Regions from separate parts of the Mus musculus genome. Here regions 1 and 3 are each linked to region 2. Evidence: chromatin contacts called from public HiChIP or PLAC-seq data. All regions are on one chromosome and are shown on one strand. Each heading gives the region's core, a stretch centred on a gene start, on an enhancer-like site or on the middle of the called end of the contact. The rest is flanking DNA. Distances are from core to core; before and after follow the strand shown. Region 1 has its middle 16 kb from the start of Gm41303. Region 2 has its middle 23 kb from the start of Gm35019. Region 3 overlaps Ncald (neurocalcin delta).

Region 1 (4,061 bases), core at 1,268-3,767, 670 kb after region 2:
GTATAGAAAAGTCACTTCACCTTTCAGATCACTGCTATAAAAGGGGACCAATAATGGCCAGGTTAGATCACAAAATGGCTGGGTTTTAAGTGAAGGTGTTTGTAAAGAGCCTTGTGCATGGAAAAGAAGATTTTTTAGTTCTCTCCTCTCCCTCTAAGACTAGAGAAAGCAGCGCCGCTTTGCTTAAAAGCATAGAAGAAAGATTCAGCCCCATTCTTCACAATGCACGTCTTTGTCAGGCGCTAAGCAAACCCAGAGTAAGGTTAAGAAGCCTGGGCCACTGTCTCTGCTTAGATCGCTCTCAGTTCTCTACCTCTCTGAACTGCCCCCTGCAGGGGCCGTCGGCCTGAAGCGAGCCTGCCTCCTCCCTGACTCCAGCCCATGCTGGGCACAAAGGGGTCTTGGGGTGGAAAGACCACCGCCCCTTGCTGCTTACTCCCTTTGTCATTAGCAGACGTCTCCTTCTCCAAGGACCAAAAGGTTAATAGAACGAGGGTGGGGGGCTCTGCACCTAGGTCTTGCTGCATGCAAAGGAGATCTCCCTTCGTGTCAGTACATAAAGCATACGTAAAGGCAAGGTCACGCACGCCGCCAAGGGCACCACCGCCCAGGGTTCCATAGAGCTCCCAGGGACAGTCAACTCAGTTGTTCTTTATTTACAAATACAGGAACCGTCCCAGCTGTGTTTCTGATTGTCCTCACGGTCTGACGTTGAAGCTTTCAGTCACTGCTCATTGCGGCTTCTTGGGGCAGATTCCGTGACTCACAGGCTGTGGGATTCCTTAGCTCACATATCTTTCTGTCTTTTAGTCCTGTGCCTCAGACCACGAAGATGCTCTAACCCCATGTTTGTACAGCAAACAAACATCTCCCTTCCCCACGATCCACATTGTTTTTGATCGCTCAAACTGACTTATTCAAATGCAGTTTTAAGTAAAGGCAACAGACAAAATGCAGTTCTCTGTGATTCTCTGTTCTAAAGCCACCACAACGCTGACTCTCATCTTTCCTCCAGAGCTCCAAAGAGACTCGAATGGCTGTTTGTTTACTTAATGTGTGAGGGGTTCCAGGACCAGAGTGGGAGACAAGTCTCTCTCCCCCACATCCATTCCTTCTCTGGGATGCCACCATGCTTGCCAGAGGGCAGGGGGCTGGTCCCCTCTCTTGATGGAGTGTGCACACTTGATGGTTTTACAGCCAACCATCCTGACTTAGATGAGAGGGAAGACAGCAGAAATCATCCAGGGCATCGCAAGGTCTGAAATGACTGTCCTAATTGGACAGATACAACTCAAGCTCCTCTCAAGGCTCTGGCTTCCTTGACTTCCAGTATCTTCTTAAACTGAATGCTCAGAGCTAGCTGCTTCTTATCCACAGGGAGGGCACACCACCATCTGCTATTCTAACTGCCAGTGAGATGAGAAACTCTTCCAGTCCACAGTCACTAGTGTAGGGTTGGCTCCTGTCAGGTGCTGGCTTGACCATGTTGTACCAGCATATGAACCAAGCTAGTGGATTTCAGCCTTCACTGCACTGTTTTTGTCAGGTGGTAAATTTAGAGAAGAAGGAGGAGGGGGATGGGGGAGAGGAAGAGGGGGAGGGGGTGAGGGAGGGGGAGGGGAAGAAAAAGAAGGCATCCAGGCTCTGCCCCAGAGATCAGCATTCGATGGGTATAGGTAAAAGCATTTAGCAAAAAGCCCTTTGGAAGAGGTTATAGACTTCAGACATTTAGAATGTAGGCACTCTGGAGATCTATAATCTGTTTTAGAAGATCTATTGTTTGGTGGTCTCGAATTAATTTGATTTTATAAAATATATAATATGTAAATATATAAAATATAATATATAGGTTATTAATATATAGAAATAACATGAAATATATAAAATAATATAATATTATATATTAATTAGAGTTTCTATGTAGCACTGGAAGAAGTTAATAGGAATTTGAAGGAAAGGGGCAAGAAGGAGAATGACGATGTCACATAAGTGCTTCAGACACCACCTGATCTAGGAAGTACTCAATAAAGAGTATCTGTTGGGCTGTCCGTGTAGCTCGATGGTGGGAAGCTTGTATTCGGGCTCACCTTTCATTGGCTAAACAAAACACATATGGACAGAAGAGCAGGTGTGACCTCCCTCATGCTGGAAGTTGGGGAAAACTACTACTCAGGTAAAAATCTAGACATGGAGCCACTCCCTCATCCAAGGAGCTCTTATCTTTTGTTCTTTTGGGGATTTTTTTTTTTTTTTTGAGACAGGGTTTTCCTGTGTAGCCCTAGCTGTCCTGGAACTCACCCTGTAGACCAGGCTGGCCTCAAACTCACAATGATCCACTAACTCTGCCTCCTGAGTGTTGGGATTCAGTTGATGTACCACCACCACCAAGCAAGGAGCCCCCTCGAAAGCCCCGGTTTGGATTTTGGTTTTGTTCTTGTGTGATGAAGCTCATACACTGTGGTACTCCTCAGAGTGGAGCCACACCTCCTAGCTTCCTGCTGCAAAACAACCAGTGAGTTCGCAATCCTGAGAGACGTGCAGGATGTTCTAGGATTCTCTTAACACAATGTCCGCCTTGCTCTTCTGTGGTTCTGCTTTTTCCTGTTCAGAGTGCTAACTACTAAAGAAGTCACTGTTACTCACAAAAACAATCACTAGTTACAGACACATCCTGTAAATTCATTCTTGCCACATCTGCTTATAGCCCCAAGCTGTTCTTAAGTAACAAGAAAAAGCAGATACAATCCTCTTGGAGTGGTAATCTCAACCTCCAGGTATCTTAAAACAAGACACCATTGCTGTTCTTAAGAGAGACTCTCTAGGCTGGGCACATGGATGGGACAAACCTTTACTCCCACACTTGGAAGGCAGGGGAAGGTAGAGCCCTAGGAGTTCCAGGTCAACCTGGTCTACAGAGAAAGTTCCAGAACAGTCAGGACTGCACAGAGAAACCCTGTCTCAAACACACGCAGAAAGAGAATCAAAGAGAGAGACAGAGACAGACGGAGAGACAGACAGAAGGAGATAGACAGAGAAAGTCTCTCAAACTCACCATCCCCCTGCTTCAGCTTCTAGAGTGCTGATACAACAAGCCTATACAGTTTCTCACTGATATGGACGATAAAATGGAAGTCAATTATTTTACTTGTTCAAGAATAGGACATAGTGGGCTGGAGAGATGGCTCAGCGGTTAAGAGCACCGACTTCTCTTCCGAAGGTCCTGAGTTCAGATCCCAGCAACCACATGGTGGCTCACAGCCACCTGTAATGAGATCTGACGCCCTCTTCTGGTGTGTCTGAAGACAGCTACAGTGTACTTATGAATAATAATTAAATCTTTGGGCCAGAGCAAACAGAGACTGAGGGAGTGGGGTTGACCGGAGGGAGCAGAGGTCCTAAATACAATTCCCCACAACCACAATAAAGGCTCACAACCATCTGTACAGCTACAGTGTACTCATATACATAAAAATAAATAAAATACATCTAAAGAAAAAAGAATAGGACATATTTTTTAAAACATAGGTGTGTGTGTCTCTGTATGTGTCTGTGTGTGTCTCTATGTGTATCTGTTTGTGTATGTATGTGTCTGTGTGTATATCTGTATGTGTCTGTGTGTGTGTGTGAGTATGTCTGTGTGTGTATCTGTATGTGTCTCTGTGTGTGTCTGTATTTGTCTGTGTGTATATCTGTATGTGTCTCTGTGTGTGTCTGTATTTGTCTGTGTGTGTATGTCTGTGTGTGTATCTGTATGTGTCTGTGTGTGTGCACATGTGTGCGCATGTGTGCTGGTACCCAGAGAGGCCAGAAGAGAGTGTCAGATCCTCTGGAGCTGGGTTACAGGTGGTTGGGAGCCTCCCTGTGTGAGTGCAGGTAACTGAACTCAGGTTACCAGGTGCACCTGTTAAGACTTTGTAGGCTAGGCTGTTTCCTTGTTGCTCTTTCCAGCTGAGAGCATCTTGGAAAGATCTCAGCTCCTAACCGGTTAAGAGCAATATTTAATATTTCACTTTCTTGAAACGAGCAGGTAGCAGGCTGGATCAACCAAGTGACGTGGCCAG
Region 2 (3,844 bases), core at 419-2,918:
TAACAGTAGTTTACCAGAACTAGATTAATAGTGCATTAGAACTCTGTTGATTAATGTTAAAACTTTGAACTTATGAATTCTTAATATAGCAGTAGCACAGAGAGGGGGAAAATCTGGAACATTTTTTAAAAAATATAGCTTAAAACACTTCATTAGACCTTTACAACTTGTATTTATATACCTTAGAATATTTTAAGACCCCCAGAACTTATATAAACTTTTAAGTTTTTAAAAATCTAATTATTTGCCATGAGACACAGTTCGGACATTACTGACAACAGTCATTATAAAGCAAATTAATTTAAAGGAACATTAAAAAGCTACTTTGAGGGGCTGTCCAGATAACTCAGCAGTTAAGAGCACTGACTGTTTTTCCAGAGATCCTGAGTTCAATTCCCAGCAACCATATGGTGGCCCACAAACATCTGTAATGGACCCTCTTCTAGTGTGTCTGAAGACAGCTACAGTGTATCGTGTGTGTGTGTGTGTGTGTGTGTGTGTGTGTGTGTGTATGTGTGTGTGTGTAGTATTTTTTAAAAACTTACTTTAAAATGTGTTTTGTGAATTTATCTCTATTTGGAGTCTGGTCGCAAGGTAAACTGTCTTTCTCAGCTGAGTCTCAGGGTAAAGAAGACCTGGTTATTATGTATGAAGGAAACTGAGCAGGCAGTTCGTGCCTTGGGGAAGTGGCTAGTATGCTTGCTGCTGTTAAAGCTACAGATCTCAAACCATCAGAGATCTGAGAAAGATAAACTATAGCTGGAAGTATAATCTAACTGGCCTATGAATCAATTAAAACAACTGAGACCCATTACCTAGGTTACCGTAGGCTCTGGTGATTTCCACAGTTTTTCTGGGGGCAGTGGTTGTAGGTCTTCAGCTGTCATACAGGACAGCATTTAATCTTCAGGTGACTACAGAACAGCATTGGCCTATGGCTGTCAGACCCAGGTCTTTTTCCTATAGAGAGATTTTTCCTATAGAGGAACTTGGAGAAATTGACTTGACATTGACCAGGTAGAGTAGGGCAATCAACCCAAAAATATCCACAGTTTGGGCAGAGTCCTGGTGGCAGGTGAAGTGTGAGCCAATGGTTAGTGTTACCATAATCCAGGTAGAGTCATTGCGCCCAATATGTCTTCCTTAGAGACCATGGGATTCCCATTAGGAAGGGGCCTGTCTATTATGGAAAACTTGAACATCTTAAATGCCATGTGCAGCAGATCTCTAAAGAGTCTGAGGGCTGTTATTTTTTTCATAACATGTCCATCTACAATAGCCTCCCCTGGGTGTGGGGGCAAGAAGGAAGAGTTAATAAAGGAAGCATATCCATTTATTTTTGTCTTTTTAAGTAAAGAAATGTAGTTCAGATTAAACTCTAAGCAAAATGGCCAAACAGAGAACTGATATGACCTGGCGTTTGGATGGAATGAAGCCTATAGTGTGCCCTGACACTTGTGGACCGTTGCGTTAATCACTTGTCCATCAATGTGACAAAATTCCCAGGCAAAGTCAACTTAAAGGAGGGAAGATTGAACTCTGCTCATGGCTTTGGAAAGGTTTGGTCAATGGTTGCATGGCTGGCTGCTGTGGGCTTATGTTAAGGCAGAGCAGCGTGAGAAGGAGTTTGTGGTGGAACAAAGCCTCATTGGCAGCCAAGATCAAACCTCAGCCTTCAACGGTACATCCCCAGTGACCACTTCCTCCAGCTGTTAAGGAAGGCTTTTCTTCAACAGTCTGTGGAACTATGAACTCTGCTCTACAAAGTCTTACAGCAGCCTTGTAAGTCAGGCATTAGTATTCTACTGAGTATAAATGAAGATCCATCCCTGAGGTTCAGGGATGTTGAAAAAGTTGTCCAGAGTCACATAGCAAGTAGCAGGTGTCTGTTTGAAGGCACATACTTAACTTGAGCCTCATTATCCCACTGGCTAAGTTAGAACCCCATGGTCCAATCACTTCTTAATGGCCCCACCTCTGAACGTTGTTACTGGGGACATTTCATATTCAAACTATAATACTTCAGTCTTATAGCAACTGAGTCAAAATAACCAGGAAAAACTCATTCCTCTTTCAGGAAATGTACCTATGAGTTCTAATTAGTCATGTGATGTCATTTACTAGTTGTCTTAGCTGAGATTTCTATTGCTGTGATGAAACACCATGACCTAAAGAAAAAGGGAAAGAAAGGGCTTATTTAGCTTATTCCTGCACATCACTGTTCATCACTAATGGAAGTCAGAACAGGAACTCAAACAGGGCGGGAATTTGAAGGCAGGAGCTGATGCTGCTTACTGGCTTGCTTCCCCTGGCTTGCTCAGCCTGCTTTCTTATAGACTCAGGAACACCAGTGCTGGGATGGCCCTACCCTCCATGGGCTGAGCTCTCCCCATGAGTCACTAATTAAGAAAATGCCCTGTTGGCTTGCCTACATCCTGGTCTGATGGAGGCATTTTCTCAGTTGACTTCCTCCTCCCAGATAACTAGTTTGTGTCAGGTTAACATAAAAGTTAGGAAGGACACCAACCCATATTTTCTATTTTGTTGGGCTAGTAAACTCCGGATCACTATGATTAAGTCCCTGCCACTACACATTTCTGACCACCAGTCCCTCAAAAACCAAAAACCAAAAACCAAAGACCAACAACCAAAAACCAAAAAACAACAGAACTATACTTTGTGCTTCATCATCTGAGTATGCAAATGAAACACTTTGGGAGCAATTTGATTTAGAAGCAACATTTTTGGATGGATGTAAATTTATCTTTTCTCTTGAGAGAACCCTACAAAGTTACAAAGTTTGGCAAATTTATCCAAGAAGGAAATACAAAATGATTTTGGAGGCAGTTTCCCTGTGGCATCGTTATTAGGGAGCAGATGCCTTATCTGCCTAAATGAGGACAAAGAATGCTTCCAGTTAATGAGACCACAGATTCCAGACACTTCTCAGTGAGAATGCAAACAGTTTGATTATGAAGACACTTACTGCTTTGTGTGTGACTCTATGGTGCCTATTGAATTTAATTGAAAAACAATTAGGATTGTAATACCCAGATTTTTTTTTCTAAACTCTTTTAAATAAAGCACTAAATCTCTAGTCAGTTGGTTAATGATACTGATCATATTGTTTGAAATCAGAAATCTAGGACATAGAGGCACTCTGGGAGTATTTGTAAAGATTACCATCCTCTCTCAGCCTGTGGATTGCTTCATGATCGAACCACACGTATACCTCCTCAGTTCTCCCTATGCCGTGGCTCCACATGATAGGGGGAGGGGGTAGAGGTATGTTGTGTCCGGCCAGCGGATCACACGTCTGGGTTCTAGTCTGGAAAGGCATCTTGGAAACCTGGAAGAGAAGAGGGGCTAGGTGGCACGAGAGGAAGATGTAGCTAAGACAGTCATTCTGATCAAAGCTCAATTTTTTATTTCCGACACTCAGTTATGAAGGAGGGGGAGGGGCCCGATTCCCGCCAAATAATCCTGGAGTCCAGTAGCAGGGTGACCACGTGTATGACTCCGGAACAGCAAAGCGGCAGGTTCCAGCAGTGGGCATGGCAGAACGATTGAGTGATTGAGCGGCAAGCTCCACCAGTGAGCAAGCAGGTTTCAGGCTGGGGAGGGGAGGCTACAGAGGTGGAAGTGCTGATGCTGACATTTGATGATACAATTCCCAGGTTGTATGACCTCATTATATATTTGATACAACCACACAAATAAGGGCTGTTATTAATCCCATTTTACAGAGGACGGAATTGGAGATCACTCAGAGAGATTAGGTTGTTCGTAGTCACAAGGCTGGTGAATGGCAGACTCAGGTATGTTTGACTTCAAAGACTCTTGC
Region 3 (4,055 bases), core at 1,548-4,047, 510 kb after region 2:
CCTTTAGAGACTTGAGAAGGAATAAATATTACCTAAATATGCAAGAAGTATAGGCAAGCAGCTTCCAAAACTATAGAAATGACAGAGAGAGTTGGCTGCCTGGACAGTTCCCCCCAAGTTTCTCTATAATGTTAGAGTATTTTCAGCCTTCTGGCCCAGAATATCTGACAATCCTTTTTGTGAAGCAGGAATTATGAAAGACTGACTACCTTGTCTTTTCAAAGCTCAGCAGTTGACTTTCCTGGGTTTCATTTGTACAGTTTGGACAGCATTTTGTCTTCAGTTGAAGCAATGGGAGATTTTTGTCTAGTGGCAGTTTGTCATATTTGAAGCGAAGTCCATAAAGAGATTCTTTGATACTCATCATCTTCTTTGACGTCAAATGGGGGTGCTGCCAGGAACTGACATATCTCATTGTTCCCCCAAAAGCCTTAAATTAATAAAAACGTCTTTAGAAGCCAAATTCTGTAGGTCTCTGAGGTTTTTGAAGACCATCTATCTATGGTATATCTGAATAGGCAAATGTTGCTTGTTTCTAGCTATTTACTACCTGTTCAACTTTAGAAACATATTTTTGTAGTAGACTAACATCTAACAAGACCATAAGTTTGACTGATTAACTATTAACTTGCATCACATAATTATCCTAAATAGTTTGTAATAGCAGCTTATAAAAACTAGAATTAAACTTTGTACTTTTTAAATGTTCTAAATAGGTCCAATACCTTAGACAAGAGTTGAAACATAAGGTGCATAGTATGATGTAACAAAATAACCGCTACCACTGCCACATCCTGTCCTATACAAAAAGCCCTGAGACAGGCCCAGCTCCAGCAGAGCACAGCTACCTTCCCTCTACTCTAGCATTTGAAAGAGCTACGGTTGAGATGAACTGTGTTTCCATATCACTGCCCTTTGCTTCTGTCCCTAGGCGATCTACAAAATGGTTTCCTCTGTCATGAAAATGCCTGAAGATGAATCAACCCCAGAGAAAAGGACAGAAAAGATCTTCCGCCAGATGGATACCAATAGAGATGGTAAGAGGCTGAGGGCTTTGTGTGGGCCAGGCTGCTGGATGTCAGCCATGGGTGTGATCTGTGAGAGCCACCTGGGCACAAAGGAACAGAAGCATGTGGACTCTGGAGCTGGTCCCAGTCTCAGGGGAAAGCCTTATTTTCTAGGCCCTTCTATCCTCCCATGTTATCTCTACTCCTTCCTCAGAATAGCATGGCTCCTCTGAAGCAGAAATAAAAGGACCCAAGAAGCCATTGAGTCAGGATAGGCCTTCCCCAGAAGGCTGGATCCAGTGTGTAGTTGGAGTATGTCAAAAGGCTCAATGCTTCTTACCAACCCCAACAGCTTTCATCCCAACCTGCTTGAGAGGTCGTATGAGCATGCTCCAAGATGCTGAGTCCAAGTGAAACCCCCAAGTAGTGGGAAGCAAGTAGAGGGTTGGAGTGAGTGGTCAGCAGGTTACTATTGAGTAGAGGGTGCTGTCCCAAAGCAAAATGTAACTAGCAGATGTGCAAGCCAAGTGGAAAGGAAAGTTGTACTTCAAACAAAATAGACAAGTCTGGTATGGTGACTCAGGACAACCACAAGCTTGAGGGCAGCCTGGGCTACATAAGGAACCCTTATCTATGAAATAAGTAAATAAATAGGAGTTCTGCATGTCAGGCTGCCAAGTAGGATACAGGAGGCCCAAGCAATTGAGAAATAATGGCTTCTTTTTGGCATATCTATGTCTGCATGCAATATTTGGGACATATTTATGCTAAGGAGTTGCTTGTTATTCAGTTGAAATTCAAAGTTAATTTAGCATCCTTATTTTTCTTGCCGAATCTTGAAATGTTATCCAGAAATGGTACCCAAGTCTTCAGTGCTCAGTCAAGGCTGACCCATGCTGTCCAAGGCTTCACAGCTCTTTAAACAAACACGTATTTACTATTTATGGGCATGTCCTTGCATACCTGTGTGAATTTATTCGAACCACATATATGCACAACAGAGGTCACAGTTCCCTGAACTGGCTCCAGGTGGTTATGATCTACCCAATGTGAGTGCTGAGAATCAAACACTGGCCTTCTGCCCGATGAGTAAGTGCTCTTGACCACTAAGCCATTTCTCCTGCCAACTCACTTTTAAAACGTAAATTTTATTTTCTTTATTATTACTGTGCATAATGTTACATGTATTATTACATGACCTGGTGCATACATGGAGGTCAGAAGACAACTTAATGGAGTCCATTTTCCCCCTTCTCCTTTATATAGATTCTAGGGATCAAATTCAGGTGGTCTGGTTTAGGCAGCACATACTTTTACCCATGGAGTCATGTCTCCAGCCCCAGATCTTCACTCTTGATATTTAGCAAGTCTAGTCAGCGGTGTAAAAATGGACCACTCCCTTGTGATATGCATTATAGAAGACTCTGCATAGAGCAAGCCTCTTTCTGCATGCACACGTGGGGTGCCAGGTCCCTGAGAATCTCGGTTTGTGTGGTGCAAGCCAATCTGTTGGCTGTGTTTCCTCTATGAACTTGCATGGCATCCTCTGACATCCTGTTTCCCCTCTGGAGCCTTGATTCTCAGCAGTTTGTTTTGCAAAGTTTAAACAAACATGGGATTGTTTTAACAGTTAATGGACTTGCTGATGTTGAAGCTCAGGTTTTGATAGTCTAGGGAACATAATGGCTTTAAGACCCAATCTCCTCCTTAGAGGAGTACTGAAGGATGAGAGACAAGACACCTTCAGATGTGTGGCTCACAGGCAGTGCCAGGGCTTTTCCACTGGAGATGTTTCTACAGATGGAAGGGCCCTGGCTGGGTTCCCATTCCCAATGGACAGCTGACTACCACTGTCCTGGGCTTTGCTAAAGCAAGATTTGTTTAAATAAAGGAAGCTATGGGGATGGAAGCAGCCAGGGAAGGAGGGGGACAGACTGTTGAACACCCAGGAGACTCTCTGCTTTGGCTCAGGGCTTGGCTTCAGGGCCTCAACTCTGAGGCCCCAGTCCCTTCCCACCAGAAGCAGACCTGGCTTCGTGTAAAGCCTGCTCCCATCAGTCTTGTTAGTCAACAGTCTTTGTGTTTCACTGCTAGTCTCTGCCATGAAAAGTCTGTCCCTACATAAGGCAAGTCACTATGGAGTCTGTGTAAGAGGCAGAGAGTACATGTTGAGCTCTAAGTGCTCCATGGCTTGTGGTTTCCAGTGCCTGTGCCTGCAACTTTGATGTGTTTAAGTGGAGCTTTGGCCCCCAAACCCCCATTCTCATCCTGAAGTGCCAGTGGAGGTAGCTTGGAAGAGCAGCTAAGGTGGTACTGAAGTGCACAGGCCTCACGGAGCCTGACAGCCGGGTGCCTGTCCTTGGAAGAACAAACAGGGCTAAGTCTCCAGGAAAGGAAAGAGGACAGAGCTAGGTAAAGGGACCCAGCTGTTCTAGTCCAATTTATCATTGTATGGATCACTTTAACGAGTCACTGTGGAAGTACAGGAATGGGGAAAGCCACCATCACCCATATCTCCACAATGACAGTGACAGAGGACCTTTACTGGAAAACAGTTAGGCAGAAGGATGGGGGGGGGGGCAAAGTAATAGATCTGGAGTCATGAGGAAGCTTTGACTACATAGTGAGGCTCCGTGTCAAAAAATAAATAAAAAAGAAGGAAGGAAGGAAAGGGAGGGAGGGAAGGAAGGAGGGAGGTGGTGCAGTGAGAGAACAAATCCCTGACTTCTTTCTCAAGCCACCTGGGTTGAGGGACCAGTGGGTCACCCTCTGTCTAGCTCACACTCCTTTATTCTCCTGGCTTTGGATGAAGATGCTACTATCTTCAAAAAGTGGTTTAAAAAAAAAAAAGAGCCTACAGTTTTGCTCTGCCCACCTAAGGAGCAGGTTATCTGTGAACCTGAGTACACCAGTGTGGAGTGGCTCAAGAGCCTGGCACACTCAGATGAGCTGGGGCTGCTCTTTTCCCAGGGTGGGTAGAGGCAGAAAGGCTACTAGGGCAGAGATTTAGGCCAGGGTGAGCCAGTACCCTCCCCAAGCCTGGGATCT

The links. HiChIP or PLAC-seq counts read pairs in DNA pulled down with a chosen protein or histone mark.
Region 1: a contact with region 2 is called in an H3K27ac HiChIP or PLAC-seq map of T-cell acute lymphoblastic leukemia, with 4 times the contacts expected there. The contact joins two enhancer-like sites. A contact is called at or near these places in 1 of 115 datasets of contacts at active chromatin or transcription factors (T-cell acute lymphoblastic leukemia) and 1 of 9 other capture datasets (adipose tissue).
Region 3: a contact with region 2 is called in an H3K27ac HiChIP or PLAC-seq map of T-cell acute lymphoblastic leukemia, with 5 times the contacts expected there. The contact joins two enhancer-like sites. A contact is called at or near these places in 7 of 39 promoter capture datasets (the C10 cell line, cranial neural crest, frontonasal cranial neural crest and 4 more), 1 of 115 datasets of contacts at active chromatin or transcription factors (T-cell acute lymphoblastic leukemia) and 1 of 9 other capture datasets (embryonic stem cells).

The regions. Positions count from the first base shown.
Region 1 is chr15:37,212,292-37,216,352 of GRCm38.p6, reverse strand. No RefSeq gene overlaps it. Among named protein-coding and RNA genes, the nearest start is that of Gm41303, 16 kb to the right of the region's middle. Within about 2 kb of position 2,517, at least 4 of the 459 cell types and tissues checked have an H3K27ac peak or open chromatin away from gene starts, as enhancers often do. A contact at or near this core is called in T-cell acute lymphoblastic leukemia, where this site is marked.
Region 2 is chr15:37,883,150-37,886,993 of GRCm38.p6, reverse strand. No RefSeq gene overlaps it. Among named protein-coding and RNA genes, the nearest start is that of Gm35019, 23 kb to the left of the region's middle. Within about 2 kb of position 1,668, at least 18 of the 459 cell types and tissues checked have an H3K27ac peak or open chromatin away from gene starts, as enhancers often do. A contact at or near this core is called in T-cell acute lymphoblastic leukemia, where this site is marked.
Region 3 is chr15:37,369,098-37,373,152 of GRCm38.p6, reverse strand. It overlaps Ncald (neurocalcin delta), which reads left to right. Exons shown (of 4, transcript NM_001170868.1): 3 at 932-1,037. Among named protein-coding and RNA genes, the nearest start is that of 4930447A16Rik, 54 kb to the left of the region's middle. Within about 2 kb of position 2,797, at least 8 of the 459 cell types and tissues checked have an H3K27ac peak or open chromatin away from gene starts, as enhancers often do. A contact at or near this core is called in T-cell acute lymphoblastic leukemia, where this site is marked.